2 separate regions of the Mus musculus genome follow, and region 1 is linked to region 2. Evidence: chromatin contacts called from public HiChIP or PLAC-seq data. All regions are on one chromosome and are shown on one strand. The core of a region is the stretch at or near the end of the contact, and the rest is flanking DNA. Distances in the headings are between cores, read along the strand shown. Region 1 has its middle 17 kb from the start of Ywhag. Region 2 overlaps Hip1 (huntingtin interacting protein 1).

Evidence for each region. HiChIP or PLAC-seq counts read pairs in DNA pulled down with a chosen protein or histone mark.
Region 1: an H3K27ac HiChIP or PLAC-seq map of embryonic stem cells shows a contact between it and region 2, with 5 read pairs. The contact joins two enhancer-like sites.

Annotation. Positions count from the first base shown.
Region 1 is chr5:135,949,435-135,954,131 of GRCm38.p6, reverse strand. No RefSeq gene overlaps it. Among named protein-coding and RNA genes, the nearest start is that of Ywhag, 17 kb to the right of the region's middle. Within about 2 kb of position 2,386, at least 99 of the 459 cell types and tissues checked have an H3K27ac peak or open chromatin away from gene starts, as enhancers often do. A contact at or near this core is called in embryonic stem cells, where this site is marked.
Region 2 is chr5:135,491,913-135,496,643 of GRCm38.p6, reverse strand. All of the region lies in intron 1 of Hip1 (huntingtin interacting protein 1), which reads left to right. Among named protein-coding and RNA genes, the nearest start is that of Gm52790, 42 kb to the left of the region's middle. Within about 2 kb of position 2,168, at least 28 of the 459 cell types and tissues checked have an H3K27ac peak or open chromatin away from gene starts, as enhancers often do. A contact at or near this core is called in embryonic stem cells, where this site is marked.

The DNA of each region.
Region 1 (4,697 bases), core at 1,137-3,636, 460 kb before region 2:
TGAGTTTCAGGACAGCCAGGGCTACACAGAGAAAACCTGTCTCAAAAAACCAACCAACCAAATATATATATTATGTAATTTTATTTATATGTGTGTGCCTAAGTATATATATGTGTACTGTGTGCATGCAGGAGCCCTTGGGGGTCAGAAGACGTGTTGTATCCTCTGGAAATGGAACTGGAGTTACAGATGCTTGTGAACTACCTACGACAGGTGCTGGGACTCAAAACCAGGTCCTCTACAAGAGCAGTAATCACTCTTAAAGTTAGAACCATCTCTTTAGCTCTGCCCATCCCCCACATTTTTAAAGAATTCACTTTTTTGTTTGTTTGTTTGTTTGTTTGTTTTGAGACAGGTTTTCTTTGTGTAGCCCTGGCTGTCCTGGACTTACTCTGTAGACCAGGCTGGCCTCAAACTCAGAAATCTGCCTGCCTCTGCCTCCCAAGTGCTGGGATTAAAGGCCTGTGCCACCACTGCCCAGCTAAGAATTCACTTTTCTTAATTTATTTTTATTTATGTGCCTTGGTATTTTGCCTGCAAGTATGTCTGTATGAGGGTATCAGATCTGAAGGTAAGAAATCGTTGTGGCTGGGCAGTGGTGGTTCACGCCTTTAATCCCAATGCTTAGGAGGCAGAGGCAGGTGGATTTCTGAGCTCAAGGCCAGACTGGTCTACAGAGTGAGTTCCAGGACAGCCAGGGCTACACAGAGAAACCCTGTCACAAAAAAAAAAAAAAAAAAAAAAAAATCACCACCACCAACAACAACAAAAAGAGGTCATTGTGAGCTGCCACATATGTGTTGGGAATTGAACCCAAGTCCTCTGAAAGAGCAGTAAGTGCTCTTAACCACTGAGCCATCTCTCCAGCCTCCCCTAGCCTTTGGCCTTTAGAGGACTCTCATGTGTCCTTAGACTTTCTATGTAACTGAAGATGACCTTGAGTCCTCCTACTTCTACTACCTGGTACTTCCGTGGCAGGTTTGTACCACCATGCCCTGCTCCTGGCCCGACTTTTCTTGCAGATCATACAGAGAGAAGAGACAGTCCAGTTGCCTAGTCTGGTGACTTCTGCATTGTTCTCCAGGCAACCATCCATCTTGCCCTGATTGGGTCCAGCCCAGCAGCTTCCAGGATGACACTGGCATCTGACCAGCTTGCTCAGCATCTTCTCTCCCTCTCCCTGTCTCTGTGTCCAGCAATCTGTCTTCCTGCCTGCTCTTCTGTCAGATCAATCTCTCTCCCTCTCTCTCCTCTCTCCCTCCCTTTCTTCTCTTTCTTCCTTTCTGTCCTTCCTCCTTTTCCTTCCCAAACTTAACTCCCTACCTCCCTTTCCCTCTCTCCAAAGTCTCATATATCACAGGATAGTCTTAAACTCATGATGTGCAGCTGGGCCGTGGTGGCGCATGCCTTTAATCCCAGCACTTGGGAGGCAGAGGCAGGTGGATTTCTGAGTTTGAGGCCAGCCTGGTCTACAGAGTGAGTTCTAGGACAGCCAGCAGGGCCATACAGAGAAACCCTGTCTCAGAAAAAAACAAAAAAACAAAAAAACAAAACAAAACAAAAAAAACCAAAAACACTTATGATGTGCCCAAGGTTGACCTTGAACTCCTGATCCTCCTGCCTGACACCCCTCCCCCCAAACACACACACAAATACTTCCCCACAGCAGGGATTATAGGTATATGACACTAAGCTTAAGTCAAACAGATGTTTCTTTACATCTGCTCAAAAAAAAAAAAAAATCACACAACTACAATCAAGGTCCAAGCTGATCAAGCCCCCTACTTCTTTATGATTAATCTCCAAAAGCTTGTTGGACCATCTTCATTTGATACAGGTGGTCAGTGCTGCCCTGAGAATGTGAATCCCCACAGCAGAATGGGTGGATGCTTGGCTCCATTGGAAGTAGAACAGGGGGCTGGCGAGATGGCTCAGTGGGTAAGAGCACAGACTGCTCTACCGAAGGTCCTGAGTTCAAATCCCAGCAACCACATGGTGGCTCACAACCACCCATAATGAGATCTGATGCCCTCTTCTGGTATGTCTGAAGACAGCTACAGTGTACTTATGTATAATAATAAATAAATCTTTAAAAAAAAAAAAAAAAGGAAGTAGAGCCAGGAGGACTGACAATGTGGGTCTCAAGGCCACTTCACTGCCATGTGGCTTCTTCTAAAGTGCTCAGAGAAAGTCTCTTGCTTGAGGTTCACTTGGAGTTGGAACCTTGGACTTGTTTTCTGTCCCTTTGCTCAGAAAACTTAGCTGCCAACCTCATCCCTCTGGGACCCAAGCTGGTTTCTTTCCTGTGTTATTTTCTCTTCCCATTGTTGGGCGTGGACCTTAGGCCTCGCTCATGACAGGCTCAACCACTGAGCCATGCTCATAGCTCCTCCCAGATGTATTTTAGGCTGGCTAACACTTGACCAGCCAGTTCACTAAGGGATCCTGGGTAGGTGTTCTACTGCTGAGCCACACTCCCAACTCCAGCCTAGGTCCGCCCCACTATCCTGAATGTTCTCTTATCATCTTGGAGAATCTCCTCTTGTTCTGTCTTTGGACTTCAGTGTCCCCAAGAGTTACAGCCACCTGTTGACTCTCCTTCCCTGCCTAGAGACTAAACCAATGTCCTCACTTACTCTGCTCCCTTCTTCCATCTCATGGCCATGTCGACCCTATCTACTCTGCGGTTCAGATTTTGACTCTCTCAGACCCTGGTCTATGCAGTTTAGGGCTGTTAGAGAAAAAAAAAAAAATCTCAGGGTGGGACAGATGGCTGCCTCCTTAGAACATGGCCTCCAGGCCCAGATGGCTGTGGAATGGTCAGTCGTTGTAAGCCCTTACCCCCCATCCACCCACTTCAGGAGTTCCGGGAAACCAGCAGCCTGTTCTCTAGCCTGCCTCCTCCCCTCCTCCTGCCATGACTCAGCAACTGACTCCAGCTTCTACTTTCAAGAGAAATAGGCTCCCAGGAACCTCCCTGCAGTCCACTCTGAAGTCCGTCCCACTCAACTGTCATCTCAGGATGCTCTTCCCTTCCACCACCCCAGATGATCCACTTGTCCCCTCCAAGCTACCCCAACCCTCCAGCATGATTATCTCCAGGTTCTTATTCTGATTTTCAGATCTTTCTTTGTTTTGAGACAGGGTCTCACCCACCATGTAGCCAGGCTGGCCTTGAACTGGCCCTGAACTCAGAAATCCGCCTGCCTCCGCCTTCCAAGTGCTAGGATTAAAGGCGTGCACCACCACGCCCGACCCTGCATTTGTTTCGTGTGTGTGTGTGTGTGTGTGTGTGTGTGTGTGTGTGTGTGTGTGTATGGCCGTGCTCGTGTTACAGAGTACAGGTGGAGGCCAGAGGACACTTGAAGAAGTTGGTTTTCCTACCACATGGGTTCCAAGGGTCAAATTCACATTGCCATGCCAGTACATTTACCAACCGAGCCATCTTGCTTGCACTGAGGAGGCTGAGGCAAGAGGATCACAAGATCAAGGCCAGCCTGAGTGACAGAACCAGTCTAAGGCTAGCCTGGGCTGCATTTAGAGACCCTATTACAAAACCTAAACCAAGTAAACAAAGGACAGGAAAAGCAGCTGCTGGGACATACATACAATCTCAAGATGTGTGTGGCTGAGGCAGGAGGATCAGAGTAAGTTCAAAGCTAGCCTGGGACACAGGAAACCCTGTTTTAAAGAAAGTGCATAATCCCAGCACTCGGGAGGCAGAGGCAGGCAGATTTCTGAGTTCGAGGCCAGCCTGGTCTACAGAGTGAGTTCCAGGACAGCCAGGGCTACACAGAGAAACCCTGTCTTGAAAAACAAAACAAAAAACAAAACAAAAAAAAGTGCAGAGACTCAGTGGTTAAGAGGACACAGGTTCAATTCCCAGCACCCACATGGCGACTCACAACTGTCTGTAACTCCAAGATCTGACACCCTCACACAGATGTACATGCAGGCAAAACACCAGTGCACATAAAATGAAAGGAGGAGGAGGAGGAAGAGGAGGAAGCAGCAGCCAAGGAAAAACCCTGTATCTAAATAATACAATACAATACAAGAGAAAAAATACAATACAATACAGTACAAAAATTAGTGCAGGGGCGGGTGAGGTTGCTCAGTGGGTAAAATCCTTACCGTACAAATCTGGTAAATCCCGGGAACCCATCTAAAGATGGAAAGAGAATTGACTTCATAATCTTTTGCCCATCCATGGACACACACACTAACACACATATACACACCACAATATATACATATCATAATACATGCACACAGACACACACATCACAATACACATGCATATCAACATATACACTTATCACAATATACTCACACATCATACTATGCGTACACATATCACAACACACACACAAATTTTACAATACACACACTATAATAAAGTTTTAGGACCAGCAGCTCCTGCCCGGAGCCCTGACAGTCTGAGCTGGGTCTATGGAACTCACACGGTGGAAGAGAGAGCTGAGTCCTACAGCCCATCCTCTGGTCTCCATGCATGTGCACACACACAAACTAAATACAATTAAACTGAACAAGTACAATGTAAGCCTGCCCCCACGCAGCCCTTACCCCAGTTTTTCCTGGCTCAAGAACTGGAAGGCTCAGCCAGTGCCCACCGCAGGATCACATCTCATGCCTCCCCCATGGGCAAATGATAAATAGCGTTTTAGGGCTGGTGG
Region 2 (4,731 bases), core at 919-3,418:
GTACATAGCCTAAGGGACATGAAATGCTGTTTCAAAAAAAAAAAAAAAGTCATACTCAGTGATTTTCCTCCAGCTGGGCCCCACCCTACCTTTGACCACCTTCTATAATGGCATATTGTGAATACATTAAATAATTAATCCTCTGATTAGGTCAAAGCCCTCCAGATCTGTCTCTGGAGGCACCTGATAGACACACCGGAGAGATGCTTAGCCAATCCATAGGGTTCTTTTTCTTATTCTTTCTCTCTCTCTTTCTTTCCTTTCCTTTTTTTTTAAGATTTATTTATTCATTATATGTAAGTACACTGTAGCTGTCTTCAGACACACCAGGGAGTCAGATCTCGTTACGGATGGTTGTGAGCCACCATGTGGTTGCTGGGATTTGAACTCTGGACCTTTGGAAGAGCAGTCGGGTGCTCTTACCCACTGAGCCATCTCACCAGCCCCTCTTTCCTTTCCTTTCCTTTTCCTTTTTCTTCTTTTTTGCTTTTCTTTCTATTTTTTTTAGACAGGGTTTCTCTGTGTAGCTCTGGCTGTCTTAGAACCCACTTTGTAGACTAGGCTGGCCTCAAACTTACAGAGATCTGTATGCCATCAGGTTCAGCTCTTTTATGTTGCTGAGCAGTGGTGGTGCACGCCTTTAATCCCAGCACTTGGGAGGCAGAGGCAGGTGGATTTCTGAGTTCCAGACTAGCCCGGTCTACAGCTAGGACAGCCAGGGCTACACAGAGAAACTCCGTCTCGGAAGAAAAAAAAAAAAGACATGTTATAGCCGGGTGTGGTGGCAGGCACCTGTAGTTCCAGCACCCAGGAAGGAGAGACGGGCTTATCTCTGAGTTTGAAGGGGGACAGCCCAGGGCGACACAGAGAAATCTTGTTTCAACAAACAACAAAGACTTATTGTATGATTTTATTTGTGTGTGTCTGTGCTGTGCATGTGTGTGCAGAGTGCGCAGGTGTTCACAGAGGCCAGAAGGAGGCGCAAATTCCCCGGAGCTGGAGTTAGTGGTATTTGTGAGCCATCTGTTGTAGATGCTACACACTCCAAACCCTGGCCCTCTGACACAGCAGCGGTGAATGCCCTTAACCGCTGAGCTGTCTCTCTGCTCTTCTGTTACCCCTTCCTTCATATCACCTTCTCTTCCATCTTTCCTAATGTTTCTATTTATTTAATTATTCTTGTGTGTGCACATATCTGCCGTGGCACACACATGAAGGTCAGAGGACAACGATGTGGAGTCTGTTCTCTCCATTTTGCCTTCACATGGGCTCCAGGGTTCGAACTCAGCTTGCCAAAGCCTCTCCAGGCACGAGCCTTTATCTGATGGGCCATCTCTCCAACCCACGTTGGATGTTTTGAAATGTGTCTCCTGTAGTCCAGGCTAGACTTCAACTCGCTAAGGTAGCCAAAGATGAGCTTGAATGTCTAATCCCCCTGCCTCTGCCTCCTGAGGGCTGTGTTCTGCCATGGTGGGTTGATGTGACACTGGAATGGAGCTCAGAGCTTCATGCGTGCTAGGTAAGGATGCTACCCACTGAGCCACAACCTAGTCCCATCTCTTCACTGCAGATATTAAAGCATAGTATACAAAGTTGAAGAAACTTAAGGTGGGTGTGGCAGTGCACACCTGGGTCCCCAGCACCCTTGAGGCAGGTCAGGAGCTAGAGAGATGGTGGCTCTGTGGTTAAGAGTACTGCCTGCTCTTCCAGAGGACCTGGGTTTGATTCTCAACACCCACACGGAGGAGGCTCACAACCACAAATAAACAGTTGAAAAAAATACAAAAAACAAAACAAAACAAATCCAGGGACCTCTGGCCTATCCCTGCTTATCCCCAGGTTCCATGGTCACTGCTCCTTATATCAGCATGTATCTCCGTAGTCATAACAATGCCTTCTGCCCCAGCCTCCCGGATGCGCGTAGGATTGAACGAGACAATAGACCAAAAGGTATTTTGTAAACACTGCAGCCCTGTAGAGAGAGACTTTATTTTTAAAAACAATAGCGTAACAACTAAGGCTACAAGCCCTTTGACAAGCATTGTTTGATTACTAAGCTTATCACTGGGAATTACTGAAATTGATCACCTTTACAACGCAATGCTCTGTATCAACGCCCTACCCTGGCCTGGCCCCCAAGGCCTGTGGTGTGGAATGTGTAGGGCCAGGCTGCACAAATCTGGTCACCAGTAGGTGTCAGCCTCCACCAGGACACATCCACTGGTCTATATACTTGTCAAAGAATGGCAGCTTTCTCCCTTTTCCATAAAACTTTCTTTTATGTGTGGTACTGAGGCTTTCACACCTGCTAGGAAAGCACTGTCACTGAGCCACGCCCCCAGCCCCTCACTGGAGGATTCTAGGCAGGTGCTCCACCACTGAGCCACGCCCCCAGGCCCTCCCTGGGGGATTCTAGGCAGGGGCTCTACCGCTGAGCCACGCCCCCAGCCCCTTACTGGAGGATTCTAGGCAGGGCTCTACTGCTGAGTCATGCCCCCAGCCCTCTTTATATTTTGTTTGTTTGTTTAGGTTTTTTTGGTTTTTACTTTGAGGTAAGGGTCTCACTTAAATTGCCAAAGATGAGAAGTATGGTAAAGTGGGAGGGGTGAGAGACTGGGAGAAGGTAGACTACAAAGGTGGGAGGGGAGGCCAAAGCATTAAAGGTCTTGATTAAAAAAAAAAAAAGGGGATCTGTTTTTTATTTGAGGTTGGCCGATGAGAAATTATAATTAAATTACTGTAAGAATGATGAGAGAGAGGGGGCTGGAGAGATGGCTCAGCGGTTAAGAGCACTGACTGCTCTTCCGAAGGTCCTGAGTTCAAATCCCAGCAACCACATGGTGGCTCACAACCATCCGTAATGAGATCTGACACTCTCTTCTGGTGTGCCTGAAGACAGCTACAGTGTACTTAATTATAATAATAAATAAATCTTTAAAAAAAAAAAAAAAAGAATGATGAGAGAGGAAGAGACTACAGGCAAATATGTAGATCAGTTGAGAGGGTGTGTTTGTTTTACAATTTTTACTCCATTTATTTATTTACTTATTTATGTGCTTATTCATTTATTGGTGGGGCCCACACATGTCCCACATATGCCACTGTCCTTGTGTGGAGGTCAGAGGGCAGCTTCCAGTAATCAGTTGACTCCTTTTATCATGTGGGTCCCAGGGATCGAACTTAGTTCTTTAGGTAAGTGCCTTTAGGTGCTCAGCAGCCCCCAGAGGCTGTTTTCTGAGACACTTCTGCACAGGCCTCGCCCCTGTAAATGGAGCAAGGTACATTCTTGCCCCTGGCTAGCTGGTCCTCTTTTGTCACAGCTTCAGGGTGAGGTAACTGGAAAGCAGCCCAGCCCAAGGGCAGTTTAGGCAAGCTTCAGTGCTTGCTGGCCTTTGAGCATGTGCATTTCCAGTAATCGCTACAACAAAGCTGACCACAGGCTCAGTAGTTAAAACATCAGAATTCTGGGGCCAATGACAGGGCTCAATGGGTAAGGGTGCTTGCCACCAAACCCAGTGACCTAAGTTCAGATCTCCTGGATCCCACATGGTGGAAAGAATGGATTTTTGCAAACACACACACACACACACACACACACACACACACACACACACACACACGCACACACGCACAGCCTCTCTCTTTCGTAAATGTAATAAAAATAGAAGCAGTACCTTGCCCCCTCATCTTCTTATGGCTCTGGAGCCCAGAACCTGGAAATTTATGTTACTAGGTCACAATCAAAAGTTTTGAATGGAAAAAAATAGAAAGGAAAGGACATGACTTCTGGGTGTGGTGGCGGAGAAAGTTTATTGTAGATACAAGGGAGAGCATAGCCAGAGGCAGGGACACCTTACAGAAATCAGTTGGGAGAGTCCAGTTGGTCATGCCCCTTAGCCATGTGAGGAGGGGAGGGGAGGGGAGGGGAAGATAGGGACAGGAGGGGAGGGGAGCCAGGTTCAGTAACTAGGAGGCTCAAAGAGAGAAGTCCAAGAGGGCAGGTAACCAAATGGTTGGATTCTAAAGGGAAGGGCATCTGGAGCAAGGGCAGCACAGCCCCTGGCTGGAGGGTTCAGGTCGGGTGGTGGTGCCATCCAGGGGTTAGGACTTAGGGGTGCAGGGAGAACCTGGTGGCCAGTGTGCCCTTTGATATCTTAAGTAGGCACCTCAGCCATTTGTCCCAGGTTTAAACTTTGTGTTGGTAGTAGGTTAAGTGTTTGTTCCTCAAGCATGAAGACTTAAGTTCAAATCTCCAGTGCCTTTTTAGCTAGGTATTGATGCAGACTCTTATCTTTCCAGCGATCTGCAGGCTTTGGCAGGGCATTGAGATTGCTGTGAGTTCAAGGCCAACCTGGGCTATATAGAGTTGGGGAGGGGGGGAGGAGAGTGAACACACCTCAGCTAGGTGTGGTGGTGCATACGTTTAATCCTATCACTTAAGGGGCAGTTCCAGGCCAAGTTTTAGGTCAGCCAGGGAAATGTGGTGCCTGTCTCAAAAATAAATAAAAATTAAAAAGCATCACCCAAACTCGGGGAATTTATAACTGGACACAAAATCACACACCTTAGATCTCAGCACTCTGGAGGCAGAGGCAGGTGGATCAAGGTGACTTTGAGGCCAGCCCGGTCTATTTGAAACAGACAAACACAAGTCAGCATTTGTAAAAGATGGAGAACAGAACTGCTACAGAGCATATGAGACCTTGTTGGAAAACAACAAAAGCCCACACT